Linked DNA regions of Mus musculus: region 2 is linked to region 1. Evidence: chromatin contacts called from public HiChIP or PLAC-seq data. All regions are on one chromosome and are shown on one strand. Each heading gives the region's core, a stretch centred on a gene start, on an enhancer-like site or on the middle of the called end of the contact. The rest is flanking DNA. Distances are from core to core; before and after follow the strand shown. Region 1 overlaps Tns3 (tensin 3). Region 2 has its middle 22 kb from the start of Gm36772.

What was found. HiChIP or PLAC-seq counts read pairs in DNA pulled down with a chosen protein or histone mark.
Region 2: a contact with region 1 is called in an H3K27ac HiChIP or PLAC-seq map of extraembryonic endoderm stem cells, with 3 times the contacts expected there. The contact joins two enhancer-like sites. A contact is called at or near these places in 5 of 115 datasets of contacts at active chromatin or transcription factors (embryonic stem cells, extraembryonic endoderm stem cells, pancreatic cancer cells and 1 more).

The regions. Positions count from the first base shown.
Region 1 is chr11:8,600,088-8,603,577 of GRCm38.p6, forward strand. Tns3 (tensin 3) reads right to left here. Exons shown (of 31, transcript NM_001083587.1): 3 at 468-505. Among named protein-coding and RNA genes, the nearest start is that of Tns3, 63 kb to the right of the region's middle. Within about 2 kb of position 1,619, at least 64 of the 459 cell types and tissues checked have an H3K27ac peak or open chromatin away from gene starts, as enhancers often do. A contact at or near this core is called in extraembryonic endoderm stem cells, where this site is marked.
Region 2 is chr11:8,820,121-8,823,610 of GRCm38.p6, forward strand. No RefSeq gene overlaps it. Among named protein-coding and RNA genes, the nearest start is that of Gm36772, 22 kb to the left of the region's middle. Within about 2 kb of position 1,506, at least 44 of the 459 cell types and tissues checked have an H3K27ac peak or open chromatin away from gene starts, as enhancers often do. A contact at or near this core is called in extraembryonic endoderm stem cells, where this site is marked.

The DNA of each region.
Region 1 (3,490 bases), core at 369-2,868:
CACATAGTAGGCCTAATGAGCCCTACTCCAGGTTGCCCAGGTTTTCCCCAACCACAGTGAACAACTAACTACTGTCCAAGGGAGCCAGCACAGTCCTCTAGGCTGAACATGTGCCCTGACTCTGCTTCTGTGCCTCTGTCCCAAGACTAGATGCCAACACTCGGAGAAAGTAGGCATCACTCATCACTGAAAAAGAGCTGGTGGCACGGCCAGGAAAGGATGATTGAGGTCTTATCTGAAATCAAATTCTTCAGCATTATATTCTATAATGAAAACCATAGATTTCAAAGCTTTGTCGGTTTGTTCTTGAGATGAAAGTTGCATTCTGCACTCGGTGGTATCCACCAGCCTCTGCTTACAGGGCCTTCTTTTCGGAGGCTTCGGGCCAGAGGCTCCCCTCCCCCTCTGAACATCAGTCAGTGAAGTCCAGCTCAAAGAAGTCCCATGGGAAACTGCAGAATGCTTACCTGGGCTTCACATCTCTTGTGGTAGGAATACTTGCAGGCTGAAAGAAAGAAAGGATGTCTGTTAGTCATGCAATCTCAGGTGACATTTGCCAGGTCTCCATCCTTGAGAGGGGAAGGCTCCAACAGCATTCTCCCTGACAAGAAGTGGCTGTGCACAGAGAAGGCACACTGAGACAAAGTGACAACTGAGAACCAAGGCATAGCTGTGTGGTTACATGTGTGCTCAGCGTGTATCAGGATTTAGATGATTCAATTCCCAGAACAGGGAGAAACAGGGGGGGGAGGAAAAGAAGGAGGGGGGAAGAGGAACAGGAGATGGGGAGAAGGAGGAGAGGGAGGAGGAGGGAAGGAGAAGGAGGAAGAGGAGGAAGGGGAGGAGGAAGAAGAGGAGGGGGAGGAGGAGCAGGAAGGGGGAGGAGGAGGAGAAAGAGGAGGAAAACCACAACAACAAAAGCTCAGACAGTCCGGGTAGAAATTTATCAGGAGTCTACTTATTTCTCATAAATAGACCGGTATTTTTTAAAAGACTTAATCAACCAAGTTGGAGACACAAAGAAGAAAGGCAGGACCTGGAAAGCAGAAGCCCTTCACATTGGCCTAGAGTTAAAACTGATCCCTGGGGAAAGAGGAGGGGGAGGAGGGGAAGGGAGAGGGGGGAGGGGGAAGGAGGGGGAGGGGAAGGGGGAGGGGAAGGAGGGGGAGGGCAAAGACAGGGGGAGAAGGAGGGGAAAGGTAAAGGAGGGGGGGGGAGAGGTGGGGAGGAACAAAGCCCCAGGCCTTTCATCAGAGCCCTCCTAGAAGAAGGAAAGTCATGAGTTCATTTGGTCTCTGCAGATTTCCACTTCCGGGAGACCCAAGCAGACACTGTCAGAATAAATTCATGTCTAAATTCCTACAGAAGAGTCCTTCAACAGAGGCCATTATGTGAGCAGTGCGGGTCCTGTGTCATGGGAGGCCCCAACAATGCAGACGGGGTGCTGGAACCAATGTGGATTTCACAGGCTCTCCCCTCTGGCCCGGAGGCAGGCCGCAGCTGGCCTCAAGGAATAGGGCCAGTAGCAGCAGCGTGGCACAGTGTAGTGACAAGGCCATACGTGGCAGAAAGGGCAGCATGAAGACAATGGGAAATGAAGCAACTGCATATCAGACCACCACAAGGTCCCTTGGGTGCTTTGCACCACGGAGGCTTCAATGCCTTCCCCAAGGCACCTGCCTGAGACTTCCTGTCTGGGCTCTGCCCCTCCAGCCCAGCTCCCCAAGGCAAATTCTAGGATCTCTGAACCTCTGTTCCCCCTCACAGAACTATCAATGTCAAATGGAATCCTTCATGGGCCCCTGCTTTCAAACTACAAAGTGATGACCAGGACATAAGTGTGCAGAGCCCAGACAACAAGGCCTCAGAGGTCAGAGACAGGGACCAAACAAATTGCAGCTTGGTGCTGTGAGCTCAGGAGCTCAGCAAAGTTTCCACTCTGTTGGGCCACTCTGCCTTCTGGATAATACTTGACCAAAAAGTTTAAGCAAGGCTTAAACAGATAAATTTTCCCAGAGCCTAGGAGTTTGTGAACCCCAGGAGTTAAAAACCTATTTGAGTTTTTATCTGTGGGTGATCTTGTTTTCAACTGTCTGTCCAAGCTTTTAAGACTTGCTAAAATACATACCACAAATATTTATTCTTCTTCCTCTAATCAGCACAACACATAATGGTGACCAAGGGTTTCTAAGACAAGAATGATTTTCACTAGATAAGAACAGAGCTTCCGAGAGAGGTGAAAAACCCAGACATGGAGCTGAAGAAATGGCTCAGTAGGAAAGAGCACTAGCTGCTGATCTTCAAATGGACCAGGGTTCAAGTCCCCGCACCCACGTGGCAGTTCACAACTGTCTCTAACTCACAGTTTTAGGGGATCTGGCACCCTCACACAGATATACAAGACATGTAGGCTACATACCAATGCACATAAAAATAAATAATCTTTAAAAAAAACAAACAAACAACCATACAGAAGCCAGCCCAAGCAGAGGAAAGGAGAAACAGCAGAAAATACAAAATTAGGAAGAGACAGCACTTCAGACACATCAGATAGCTTCATGGTGGCCTTAATAACTATCCCCATGTACAATGAATCACTGCTGTCTGCATGTTAGAGAGGATACTGTGTGGTTTCTGGGGGCAAAGAATATGATGCCTTCTGCCACTTTACAGGGCTACTTCAGCAACCCTGCAGAGCTGCCAATCTGGAAAGAAATGGAAGCCACCAGCCAACACTCAGCTCAGTCTGCCAACTCCATGGGCATGATGTCTCAGTGACAGCAGACTCCAACCTCAGCCAGGCCTTCAGATGATGGGCAGCCTCTAAGGAGAGGCTGAGTAGGAACTGCTTGGCCCCCTAAGCCTCACATTCGCAATCCAAGTAGCAGTGAGAAAGAGCAGAGGCTTACAGTTGCACCAAGGAACTAACGGCCATGCTCACAGCGCAGTGACATCCAGCATCTCTGTCCCTAGTCCAGGTTTCTGCCGTCATGTGCTTACTGCCTACGACCACCATGGAAAATGACGCAGTGTCCCATCACCCACAGGGAAAGCTCCGCCTCTTGAGGATACACCCTAGGTCCTCAGTGGACCATGCTGACAGCTCCCTAATGACCCTTACACTAGCTACACCCTGCCCTCCCCAGCCTGGCCCGTTCTGATCATCCTATGGTTGCCTCTGAAGCCCACCCTTGGTGCCTCTGACCCCAAAGCTTGACATGTCAGGATCATGTTAGCAGCCCATCCATCTCTCGGGACGGGCTGCAAACTGGAGGAGAGTCGGTCTTTGCCTGTACCACCAGATTCTGCCGAGGGCAACACTATTAGGAGACCACAGCAGGGATCTCACTATTGAGCGCCTCTATCACGGATTGCACAGGTAACCCTAAAACTCATCATTTGCCTCTCTTCTTGCTCCTTTTACTGAGGGAAGGTCAGAGTCTGTGGATGACCAGCCATGACCTGTGGCTGGGCTGAGCCTATGGCCTGT
Region 2 (3,490 bases), core at 256-2,755, 220 kb after region 1:
CATAAATGTTCAGCTTCAGTAATCACTAGAGTGAGCTTCGGTCGCAGTCTGGTGGGTTGTCACAGACTGACCAAGATGTGAGAGAATCCTCAGTGTGGGAGGGCCACTGTGGGAAGAGAAGCTGTTTCCCAAGTGGCAGCAGAAACCAGGAGAAAATGATGCCAGAGACAATTCAGCAGTCAATTTCAGACCCCAGGGGCCAAGTGTAGTCTGCCTCCTTCACAGGTTCTTCAGCAGGCTGGTCCTCAGCTAAGTGAGTAGCCGGGAGCTCTGATGATGTAGGACCAAACCTGGAGGTCTCGCCACCACATATGTCCTTTGCTCTGCTCCACAGCCATGTGGGGTCACTGGCCTGTGCCACTAAGCTTGGTGTGATCATTACATTTTAATAAACTGCTTCCAGATAAAAATGGACGATAACAGACGTCACATTTACCTGCCTACCCAAACTGGAAAACAAACAAACAAAAACCAAACCAAACCAAACCAAAACCCACAGAAGACTAAAGAATAGGACAGTTGGGATGGCAGGTCCAGACCATGTTTGTTCTGATTTTTGCTGACTGTAGTAAGCAGCATTTAAAAGTCTGTTTATTTTTCACTCATTGTTAAGTTAGCATACTAATGGATGGGTTTCATTGTGTCCTGCTCACACATATGCATGGTTGTACTTTGTTCCTGTTGCCTCTCCTGCTATCTTCTCCCATCTCCCCTGTCCCACTCTCCTCTAGCTTCCTTCTCCATAGTCTCTGTTTTTTGAGACAGGGTTTCTCTGTAGCCCTGGCTGTCCTGGAACTCACTCTGAAGACCAGGCTGGTCTTGAACTCAGAAATCCACCTGCTTCTGCCTCCCAAGTGTTGGTATTAAAGGCATGTGCCAACACCGCCTGGCTCTCTTTTCCACTTTTAAGTTCCACTGTTCTTCATCTGTTGGTCTCCTCTCTCCATCTTCTCTCTGGTGTTTTAGGTTTTCCTCACACTTATCTGTTGATATGCACATACACATACACAATAGGCTAGGATCGTCACATCGTGTACTTTGTATTTCAAGTTTGGGTCATCTTGTTTAATACTGTACTTTCTAGATCCATCCATTTGAAGATTCCCTAAGTGTTGCTCACTCTGCTGAAGAAATGCTACCTTCCCATGCTCTACAGCACTAAAAGGGAGATGGTGGCTCTACAAGTTGATTCACTTTAGGCTTACGGCTGTCAAAATCCAGTGATATCTCAGCTAAAGGGATTGGCATTTGGCCACTGAGACTGAGGTCCCGCTCTTAATAATCTGAATATAGCTTCCCACAAGCTGCACCTCTGAGCGTTCCATGTTCTATCTGTGTCATAGGCTGTGTCACAACCCGGGGCTGTGGCAGGCTGAACTCAGCTGTCTCCATCCTTCAGGATAGCTCTCTTTTCCAAACTAGGATCTCTCTCAGGCTTAAGCTTCTCGGATGCCCCCCTGAGTCATAGAAAGACAGAGCCATGCTTCTCATTGCTGCTGACTCATTAGCCTGAGGAATCATTGTCTCACGGAAGCCTGCAGCTGCATCTGGGGCTTGTGAAGGCTCTGGCTTATTCTTATCTTTTGGGTGGGGCTGGTGCTTCCCCACCTCTGCCCAGTAGCCACACCATTGGAGCTATGTCTGGTTTGTTCAACTAGTGCTTGTCACTAGTTGGTGTCTGTTGTCACCTCTGTGGATTCCAAAGCTATTAGTCTTTTTCTTTTTGGAATGGCCAATTCTTAGAATTGACTCTTCCCTTTAACCAGGTCACAGGGAAGAAACGTATGCTCCACTAGCTTACATGGAAGGCCTCTGGTTTTTGTTTTCCAAATACTTTTGTTTTGAATTTTTATTTCCCTTCTTATATTTACCTGACTTGTTTAACTTTTCATTTTTAGGCAATGTTTTCCCTGCCTTCTCCTCAACCTCTCCTTTCCCTTCTTCCTTTAAAATCTCTTGGTCTTTCCTCTTCCTCTTCATGGTCTTCCTTTTCTATTTGGATTTTCTTTTGCATAACTTTAATTTTTCTTTCCCTTTCCCTTCATTTCACTCATATCTCTACCTTCATCCTTCATAGTTTTTAGTTTATCATCTCTCCATTGCCTTGTCCAGTTCATGTTCTTGGTCAACAGTGGGATGTGATGTAGTCTCACTCTGCCCTCCCGCCCTCAGGCTTTCATCTTCATTCCTACTTGAGTAGGAGGGTATTTGTGTATCTTGTTTGACTTGCTGGTGTTGCTTATGGTGTTGTTCCTTTCTCCTCTTGAATGGCACTGCTGAGAATTGGGCCTATTAAAGGGCAGCTCCATAAGACCCCAGGCAGAACTGGCAGATGGAGTGAAACCAACAGATGAGCTAATTACAACACAGAAACATATAACCGCACAAAAGCAAGGCAAGACGAGACCTTCAGCACACCGAAATTCCTCAGCTACTGAGCTCAGTAGTGCAGTGATAGAGCGTTAAATGATCAATTAAATACTAAAATATGATTGATGCCATTGATGAGATATAAACAGGCAGATGAATGGAGTAAGGAAATCAATTTAGGACAGAAAAGGAAGTCAGAAATGCAGGGGAGAAAGTTAGAAGGATGTGTAAGAGAGTCAGTAAGGAAATGGAATCCAAATAGAAATACATTTCCATGAATTAAAGACAAACAAACAGGACCAAAATGGCTTCTACAACAGACCAGTCCAGCTAAAGGAAGTGAGGAAGGAGGCAAGAAGGGAATGTGACATCGAACATCAGTGAAGAAAAGAGTTGAACTATAATATCTATGAATTGTGGAGTGCAATTAAGACACACTTAGGAATTCACAGAATTTGAGGAAGTGGAAACAAAAACAAAAAGCAAAGAAAACGTGTTTAGGGAGCCTATAGTAGAAGTCTCTGAAACCAAGGGAAGGAGTTGGACAGCTAAGTAGAAGAAGCATTAAGAACCTCAAATGGACCTGCCAAAGAAGAATCTCTCTACTATATTCTAAAGATGCCAAAACTACCAAGAGAAAGCAAAATAATATTAAAATCTGTAAAGAAAAATGCAATGAACAAAGGCAAATACACTTGAGTACTATCAGATCTCTCATTAGCAACCCTAAGACCCAGGAACTATTTTAAGTGCTGAGTGTAAATAGCTGTCCATCCAGATTGTTACACTCAGCAAAGCCATCTCTTAAAATTGATGAAGAAATCAGGTTAGTTAAAGAGATGCACAGAGTAAATCAGTTCATGACTGCCAAATCAGCTCTATAGAGAGTGCTTAAAGGAACAGCATACATGGTAGACATCACACACAGTGGACAGCATCCATGGTAGACATCACACACAGTGACCAACGTACATGAATGGCAGACAGCATAAATGGTAGACATCATACACAGCAGACAGCATACACAGACAGTATATAGCATGTATACATGGTGGACAGCATACAAGGTGGAGGAAAGAAGACAGTTTCACCATGATAGCACAAAAGAGAATCAACTTCA